2 separate regions of the Xenopus tropicalis genome follow, and region 1 is linked to region 2. A link is a contact called in public Hi-C data. All regions are on one chromosome and are shown on one strand. The core of a region is the stretch at or near the end of the contact, and the rest is flanking DNA. Distances in the headings are between cores, read along the strand shown. Region 1 overlaps clybl (citramalyl-CoA lyase, mitochondrial). Region 2 overlaps pcca (propionyl-CoA carboxylase alpha chain, mitochondrial).

What was found. Hi-C and Micro-C count contacts between places; a contact is called where the count stands out from the background.
Region 1: a contact with region 2 is called in a Hi-C map of gastrula embryo, with 2.0 times the contacts expected there. The contact joins two enhancer-like sites. A contact is called at or near these places in 2 of 5 Hi-C or Micro-C datasets (gastrula embryo and neurula embryo).

The regions. Positions count from the first base shown.
Region 1 is chr2:120,921,029-120,925,634 of UCB_Xtro_10.0, reverse strand. The region is part of intron 1 of clybl (citramalyl-CoA lyase, mitochondrial); the gene reads left to right. Among named protein-coding and RNA genes, the nearest start is that of clybl, 82 kb to the left of the region's middle. Within about 2 kb of position 3,149, at least 2 of the 11 cell types and tissues checked have an H3K27ac peak or open chromatin away from gene starts, as enhancers often do. A contact at or near this core is called in gastrula embryo and neurula embryo, where this site is marked.
Region 2 is chr2:120,648,240-120,652,518 of UCB_Xtro_10.0, reverse strand. pcca (propionyl-CoA carboxylase alpha chain, mitochondrial) reads left to right here. Exons shown (of 24, transcript XM_002937086.5): 8 at 3,754-3,790. Among named protein-coding and RNA genes, the nearest start is that of pcca, 87 kb to the left of the region's middle. Within about 2 kb of position 1,623, at least 3 of the 11 cell types and tissues checked have an H3K27ac peak or open chromatin away from gene starts, as enhancers often do. A contact at or near this core is called in gastrula embryo and neurula embryo, where this site is marked.

The sequences.
Region 1 (4,606 bases), core at 1,900-4,399, 270 kb before region 2:
CACTTCTAGGGGCCCTCCTGGGCCCACAGTTTAGGAATGGCTGCCACCTTTAAAGTTTAGAAATGTTTACCCTAATAGCTTCTCCTCTGCTTTTGCTAAGTGATATGTGTATTAATTATTGTGAGCATTGCTCACCTTCAGTAAACATTTTAGGACAAGGTATGGATGTTTTGTATCCTTCAGTCTTAATCGGACTTATTCCCTAAAAAATGTAATATTATTAGTTGTAATATTCATGCCAGGAATGTCCAACATGCTTTCCTCCTATCAGAGATCACCAATTTGAAAATCTCTGATTTAAGTTTTCTCATGTTGGGGTACTTACTGTTCTTATATTGCCATGAGTCCTTTTTTTCTCTGAATTCTGTTCTGTTCACCATTGCATACCTAAGTCATATAATTTTTAGACATGTCTTCTTATCGAAAACACATAGGGGCACATTTATCTGAGTATGAATGACTTTGCGTTTTTTCTAAGTTTTTTTTCATTAAATTACGCAACTTTTGTGCTTTGCGTCAATTTGTGTGACAAAATTATATTTGTCACAATGACTACGAAAGTTTCGGAATTCATTCAAGCTTCGGTATTGTGACTTCCCTTTGGCCAGGTTGGAGCTGCAGAGTGCCAATGAGTCCTATGGGAGGCTTCCAAAATCACAGAAGGATCAAGTCAGAAGGGTTTTCCCGCCGTTTACGATCGTTCGGATACTAAAATTTCGTAACTTTCGGATCACACCACAATATTTTCGTATAACCCACGATACAAATTTTCGCGCAATTAACGTACATCAGAAATTATCGTGGTTAGTCCGATTTTTTTCCAATCGTGCTTTTAATTGGCGAAAATTCGTACTTTGATAAATGAGCCCCATAGTTTGGGATTTACTTTTAGCCTTTTCAGGCCCAATAGCTAATTCATAAACATCCCCCTTAAAATGGCCAGATATGGGTTCCTGGAAATGCATTCTGTAGAGCAGCTTTGGAACCAGTTTTTCTCTGTATGATGCAAAGGGCAAGCCTACACCTGACCTATGCAGTTTCACAGGGTGCCACAGAGCTGGAGGGGGCTGTGTGAAAGCTTGCAAACACAAAACCTAAAGTATACTGGATGTAATGAAATACAGCACAGTTCTACAAGGCTTTATGCAAAAGGAGAATGGTTGATACTGTATCTCCATTCTGTGTATTATAGAATGTCAATTCAGGATATCAGTAAAAACAGAGAAATATATTTTAGCTGTGAATGGATATGGTAGGTTCATTCATAATGTTAACTGGATAAGTGAATAGAATTATACATCTCTAAACTACCCAGAATAATTAATTAGGTTGAAATATAGGACTTTGTGGAGTAAAATCTTGTTCTGGCTAATATCAGCAAGTGCAAAAAAAGATATTGGGCGAAAATACAATCTAATCTCTTGGTGGTTCTTTAAATAGAGCTGTAACTGTATCATTTTGATTTAGAATTTTCAAAGAAAAACAAAGTTATTTGAAAGGATTTCAGGGAATTGCAGAGTTCACACATTTAAAATAAAAAACAGCTTGGAATTCCTTAAGTGTTAAAGAAGTGGGAAGATAATAGATCCATTTAACAGCCTTGCTTTACTTGATGTATGAAGGTGGATTGATGAGTAATTCCCATAACAGTTTGCTGGTGGTTTAATACATAGCATCATTACCAAAAGAAAAGACCAAAAGAATTGCAGAGGACAAGGCGCTGAGACAGTTTTTCCCTTTTGCTTTTTAAGGAAGCTTGTCTTTGATGAGATATAGCTGCAGGCTATCGTTTTACATTTTATGTCAGCTACCTTTGTAAGAGGCTCATTATTGATGCCGAGTTCTGTTTTAATTCACACTTCTCTGCTAATCAATTACAGCGTTTATCCATTAATCAGGTATTTTGACAGGGTCAATAACTGCTTTTCACTTTTGTGATCTTCTTGCATGTTACTCCGTAAATAATAACAGTCAATAGGCTAGTTGTGAAAAGCGCCTTTTTCCCAGGCTGTTTTGCAAAACGAAAAAAAGCTCTGGAAGTAAGTTAACCTATTTGTGTGTATTTTTTTTGGGGGGGGGGGGTGGTATGACGTATATGTAATGCAAGTTATGCAGAAGTAGGAATAATATGTTGTTTTTTGAATATTTAATAAAATTGCACTGTGTTAATAAGGCAATTGTGTATTAAAAAAGACCATTATGAATTAGCATTTTCCTGTTTTCCTTCTTTATTGGTCTGTTACTTTATTTACATTTCGGTTCACAGAATATTTCATGGTCCTCATTAAAGACTGATATTTGATTAATAACTGAGTGTTGGAAAGGTTTAATTTTTTCCATTTTTGTCTGCATTTGAGTGAGTTGGATTTTAGTGAATGGTGAGAAATGTCTGTAATCATGTAATTTTTTTTATCTGTGCCACATTTCCTGCTGAACCCCAACAAAGTAAAGCATCAGAGAAATTATATTCTTTTATTTTGGTCAGTGGTGTAGATGACAGAGGGCAAAATTCTAATTTGTAATGTAAAGCCTTTGTGGGGGTCACCCACTGTACACAGGTTGATAGTAACAGGTTTCAATTATCTTTTTATGATGGCTGTACCAACATCTAATTGTTTCTCATCAAGTGCAGAAAGAAAAGGCAGTTCTTCTGTAGATTTTTCAATTCTTCTACATGTCACTTAGCTGTCTTCTCCATTGTCCGAGATCCTTTCTCTCATCCCTTTCGTAGCAATGAGTTGTGTCATTCCCTCATGATCAGCACTTTTGTTTTCTTTGTTTTTTCAGTACCTCAGAAGTCCATCTTTCCTTTCATCTCCTTCCCATTCATGCATAAGGGAACAGTTGTGCTCTGTTGTGGGGATGTTCCGCTGGATTTCAAACAGTAGGGTTTCTTTTCATGCCCTTCTGAGTAGTACAATGGAACTGAATGTCTGTTGCACAATCCAAACACTAATATGCCTGGTTATTTTGTTTCTAAGAAGTCAATAAAACCTCTAAATTTGGACTTTTGGCTTGCTATTTAATGTTTAGCCATAAATCTGTTTGTTTCAGGTTGTGTAGTAAAATCCTCAGCATTAAATTCAGGCATTAAGTTAACTTGCAGTTGGTGCTGGCAGAAGACTATTTTCACACAAAAGGACTTGGCACTCCTCAGCAGTCATGATAAGAGTGTGAAGTCTCAGCCAGATCTAATTAATGTGGAGTGTGTGTGCTAGGAATTGGGGGGGGGGTGTCTGTGATCTTGGATTTGCTTTGGCAAAACTTTTTACCTTGTGCAGTCATTGAAAAATAAATATATTAAATTTAGACTTTGCATTTACCATTTTTGTGCCAGGCTTTTTAACTTGTTACGTTTTAGAATGATAGAAAATTAAGTGTTAAGGGGCAATGCCATCTAATATTGTTGTGTTAAGAGAATTCTCAAAAACAACTTTACTAGGTCATAAAGAAAACATACTTAAACAATAGGTATGTGTATACCTTTTATAGAAGTCATTTCTGCATTTAGACTAATAATTTTTCTAAATCTTAGGTATTCATTACAGTTTAGGTGCATGTTTATACAATGACAAAACCTAATATGCTTTATGCATAATGCTCTTAAACTGATTTATATTTGAAAATTATTTTTTTATAGTTTTTAAATTTATTAATTTCTGTGCTTTCTCAACCAAACATTTTATTCTACTGATGGATCTTGGAATAAATGATGTAAAATTAAAAGAATATGAAGAAAAATGATTGTTGAAAAACATATATGTTATAAAAGTAATGAAAAAATATAAATGTTATGGGGTAACCTTGCCACCAAATAAATGTATTCTTAATACAATGCTTAATAAAAGTATGTATTTCTCAATTGGTTAAAACCTATTAAATGCATGCCTGGCCAGTCTTCTAGTCAACTAACTGTCCTAATTCATAAAATATTGCACAAACCAATTCATTAGCAGTTTCTTATATGTAAAATCAGTAAAAAGTATATGCTTTTAGGAACTCAAGATATTAAAAAGATAATTTCAGTCCAAGGGCTTGTCTCCAGGGCTGTAGTAAAGAAAGGTAATGGAGAAATTATTGTGAAGAATATGAAAGATAACGTGAAAATTCAATGAACCATAAAATGAACCATAAAGTTGTTGCCACTCTTCCTCTGTCCCAGCAAACATGCACACTTCTGGATGAAACAAAGATGGCCGTGCTTTCCCCTACTGGTTTGTGTACCACTGCACAGTATACAGTTTCCAGTCTTTATATACAGCATTTCTATGCCCATAGTTACCCATGGATGCTGCTAATATATACAGACTAATTACATTACATTACATTAACATTTATTTATAAAGCGCCAACATATTCCGCAGCGCTGTACAATAAGTGGGTTTCATACATTGGACATACAGAGTAACATATAAAGCAATCAATAACCGATACAAGAGGTGAAGAGGGCCCTGCCCAAAAGAGCTTACAATCTACAAGGAAAGAGCTTACAATCTACAAGGAATATAAAGAGTAACTCGTGGGGCTACAAAACAAGGCATTAAATTGCATCTTATTGGATAACCCTTTATGTGCCAATGATATAAATAAAAAAAAAATAATTCTG
Region 2 (4,279 bases), core at 374-2,873:
AATAGTATTTTAACTGGTTGGCCAATAAGCAGATACCTGCTATAATTATACATTCACTGCACATTAACATAAGTGTGTAATAAAGTATAGGTACACTGTACATGGATTCTTTAAAAGAGAACTAAAGCTTACAGGAAAACTATACCCTCAAACAATGTAGGTCTCTATAAAAATATATTGCATAAACAAGCTCATGTGTAAAACCTCGTTTCATCTAAATAAGAGAAAAATACTTTTTTAGAAGTGCACACAAACAAGCCAAGGCACACATACATGCTAAGCCACATCAGTCAATTAATAGACGGAGTTCTGTCTTTTGCTTCCACACTACTTCCTCTTACAGTTAGAGCTGCATTATTTCTGGCCATGTGATCTCTGAGAGAGCACACAAAAGGTGGCCATACAGGTAAAGATCCGCTCGCATGGCGAGGTCGCCAAGCGAGCGGATCTTCTCCCGATATCCCCACCTACAGGTGGGCGATATTGGGCGAATTTAGGCTAATTTGATCCGACTGAATCTTTTTACCTGTCGATCGATATCTGCCTGATTTCAGGCCAGATATCGGTCGGGCAGGCCCATCGTTGTTGCCCCTACACGGGCCGATAAGCTGCCAAATCTGTCTAAGGGACCGATATCGGCAGCTACAATCGGCCCGTGTATGGCCACCTTAAATGGTGGATCAAGAGAAAGGGTGTAAAGGGTAATATTTACTGATATATTCCAGTTTGGCAAGATTCTTTAATAGGTCACTTAACATAATATAAATTATCTGTCAGTTAAGTATTTATTCTGGGGGTATAGTTTTCCTTTAACTAAAGAAATAGAAAATAAATGTAGTGCATTATGTTTGGGCTTCTGTACCAGCCCAAGGCAACCCCAGCCCTTTAGATCTGTGCCCCCAAAGATGCCCCCAGTAGTTCCCAATCTTCTTTTCTGCTGATTCACTGCACATGTTCTGTGCTGCTGTCAGTTACTGAGCTTTTTGGTTAGAGTAGTCAGTTTAGTATATAAAATACTGCATTTTTCGCCATTTTCATTTTTAGGGTTTAGTTCTCCTTTAAATTTGAGCCCTAAATAAATTCTGTAGGTGGACTGATATGTTTTGCTGTTTTTGGAATTTTGGGTATAGGGTTCTGAGTGCCATGGTCTCATACTGTAGCTGGTTAGCTACATAGTTACAGGGATGTACATTTTATGACTTTATACGTATGAAAAATTTTTTTTTAGCTTGCTTGTTTTTTTTGCTTGTGGATGGTCAAGTTTGATGTAAACTTAATAAGCGAGGATCCTGTAATGATGGTTCCTCTAAGTTTATAAAACATAATGTACATAGTGACATTGAAAATAACTGATGCACACTTTCCCTAATACATAGTGCTTTTGAGAACTTTCTTTCTTAAATTCTTGGGCTTTTGGTACATTCTGGGTTTTGTAGTTCAACTAAAGCTCTGACAGATCTCCCATTTAGTTAGTTTTTGTAAGTTCTGCTTACAGTGTCTGCTTCTTAACCTGATTGCTGGCCCCCATCAGCTCTGCTTTGTTGAGGTATCTAAACAAAAACTGGTTTTGTTTGACTTTGCCTTTTAATTGCATTTTTGCAAACGTGATCAGATTTGCAAGCAAAAAGAAATGCAAAAAGTTTCAAACTCTTTTCTAATCACGGCCCTTCATCATTCATCACTCTTCCTGCATTTTACTCAAGAGGCTCTAATTGTCTGCATTTGGCAGGTTTAACACTTCCTGACAGAGAGGCGATTAGAGGGAAGTATTCTCGCATAACTGTCACAGGCAGGAACAAAGAGCCTTCAAACTCAATGTGAACAAGCCACTAACATCCCTAAATTACCTCTTGTTCATGAATTCTGTCCCTTTAAGCTAGATTTCTAAAAAGGCAATGCCATAGAAAAAATAAACTGGTCCAATAAAATTATAAACCTATATTTTTCTTTTTTCTTCTGAATTTATCTATGAGCCTGTGATTTAAAAAAAAAAAATGGTTATTTTGAAGAAATCTCATTAGCAGATGTGACTGCTCAGAATAAAGAGACTTAAAACTAACCTTTTTCTCAAAACTGCTTTGAACTTAACAAGCACCGATTTGTGGAGCAGACTAGTTAATGAAAGGAAATTAAATTTTTTTGCCAACTTCCCCTGCTAGCGTCCTTCATGGGCCTTTAGCAAGGTACCAAAGAAATACTTTTTATTCATATATATTTTTATTTTCACCTTTTGTTTCTTTCATTTGGTAAATGGAAATGTATTTGTATGTTTCTAAAAAAACAAAAGGCTAAAAGGTACAGCTTTTAATCTAGGGCAAGCATACACATATGTAAACATTGAAACAGCTTACTGGGAGGAACACTTTGGTAGTAATCTTTTGTGAAGTAAAATTGGCTTGTAAATAAACTGTAACCCTTTTTTGGGCTACACCAATATTGTTATCTGTTAAACAGTGGGAACACATTTACAAAGCACTTTACAGAAATGATACAGTATATCAGTCACATCAGTCTCTTCCCCAGTGGCGCAATCTAAAGGTCCCCATACATGGGCAGATCCGCTCGCTTGGCCAAGCGAGCGGATCTTCTCCCGATATCCCCCACCTACGGGTGGGTGATATCGGGAGAATCCAGTGTAATTTGATCGAATTATAATGACGGGCATAGGCAAAGTCGGTCTGGGGACCACATCAATGAACTGATGCGCTCCCTGATCCGACTAGATTTTCTAACCTGCCGATCGAGATCTGGCCGATTTCAGGCCAGATATCGGTCGGGCAGGCCTGTCGGGAGTGCCCATACACGGCCTGATTAGCTGCCGAATCGATCCAATAAGGATTAATTATATCTTAGTTGGGATCAAGTACAAGGTACTGTTTTATTATACCAGAAAAAAAGAAAATACATTTTAAAAATAATAATTATTTGCTTATAATTGGGTCTATGGGAGATGGCCATTTCGTAATTTTGGATAACGGGTTTCTGGATAAGGCATCCCATACCTGTACTAGTCTTACACCAGCCTACAGTATCTTCTCAGAAACAAAGTAGCATCATTGGGGAAATACAACAGCGTTTTCAAATATTAGTTTCAGCTGTCAATCTTATAGATGAACCCACAGGGTGACAACCTACCTAAGTTTTAGTAGCCTTTATGTTGTATTTTAGTTGTATTTACTCTTTTAAAAAAACAAATTCTTCTGCTTTCAAGCTAAGCCATGCAGCAGGATGTAGCTTTCTGAGTCGCAGAATCCAGAACTTTATTTATTTTCACTTCATTGTTTCCCTTTCTAAGCAGACATTAAACTTACAAAGCATATAACAATAGAGAATCAACTCCCCCTGCTGACTGTTTCATGGAAAACATGACACATTGAAAGAGGAGAAGACAGAAACAAGCTGTAGCAGACAGGGTTTAATGCTCTGATTTACAGCCCATTATTGATTGTAAACTCCAACATTTAATCACTTCATTTTTGCCACTGCAGAAAGTCATCTAAAAATGGCAGCTCCGTTTCCTGTCAGCTGATTTAGAAGGGCTTTGAGTTTTTCACCATATAATAATGATGAGGTAGAATTTACATTCCACTTATGGTATTAATTTTACATTCCTCTGAATGAAAAGGGTCAGAAGGTTGTAAAATCAAACATTAAATGAATCGGAGGAGACAGTAGTGCAATATACGACTGCCCTAAGGACACAGTGCAATGGCTGATGGGATTAACATTGGGTCTCATTTCCTGCTTTTACAGGATGCAGATGAAGCTGTCAGAATTGCAAGGGAAATTGGTAAGTTCTTAAATTAGCCATGGTGGGATTTGTATGCCTCTCAGCAGACATGGTTGACTAAATTAAATGTTTAGTAGGTAATCCCTATAGAACAAATAACGTTTTAATAGTTTAAGATCTCATTTGCCTGTGGCTCTGAAGAGCTCTTGTATTTTCGCCTTTTCTTTTAAAAGATCCAGTGTTATCTTTGCAAATTGGTTATGATTTTGCAGTTCCAATTATAGGGAGAAAGGTGTGACTAATAAAGGGCTCCATGTTAAATAGTTAACAGTTCTTTAAAACAATTCATATTATTTTGTGTCTTTCTGTATTAGATAGAGTATTGCTTTCTAGATATATTCAAACCATTGTCTTTGGTCAGAGCTCTGTACGGGATCACACTTTTGTTCTTTTTCCATGTATGTCAGTGTGATGTCAGATTTGATTAACACTTTTACTTTGCTAGGAAACAAAAGTTCTTGCATTGTAAACTTCCTTGTATTTGTTTCT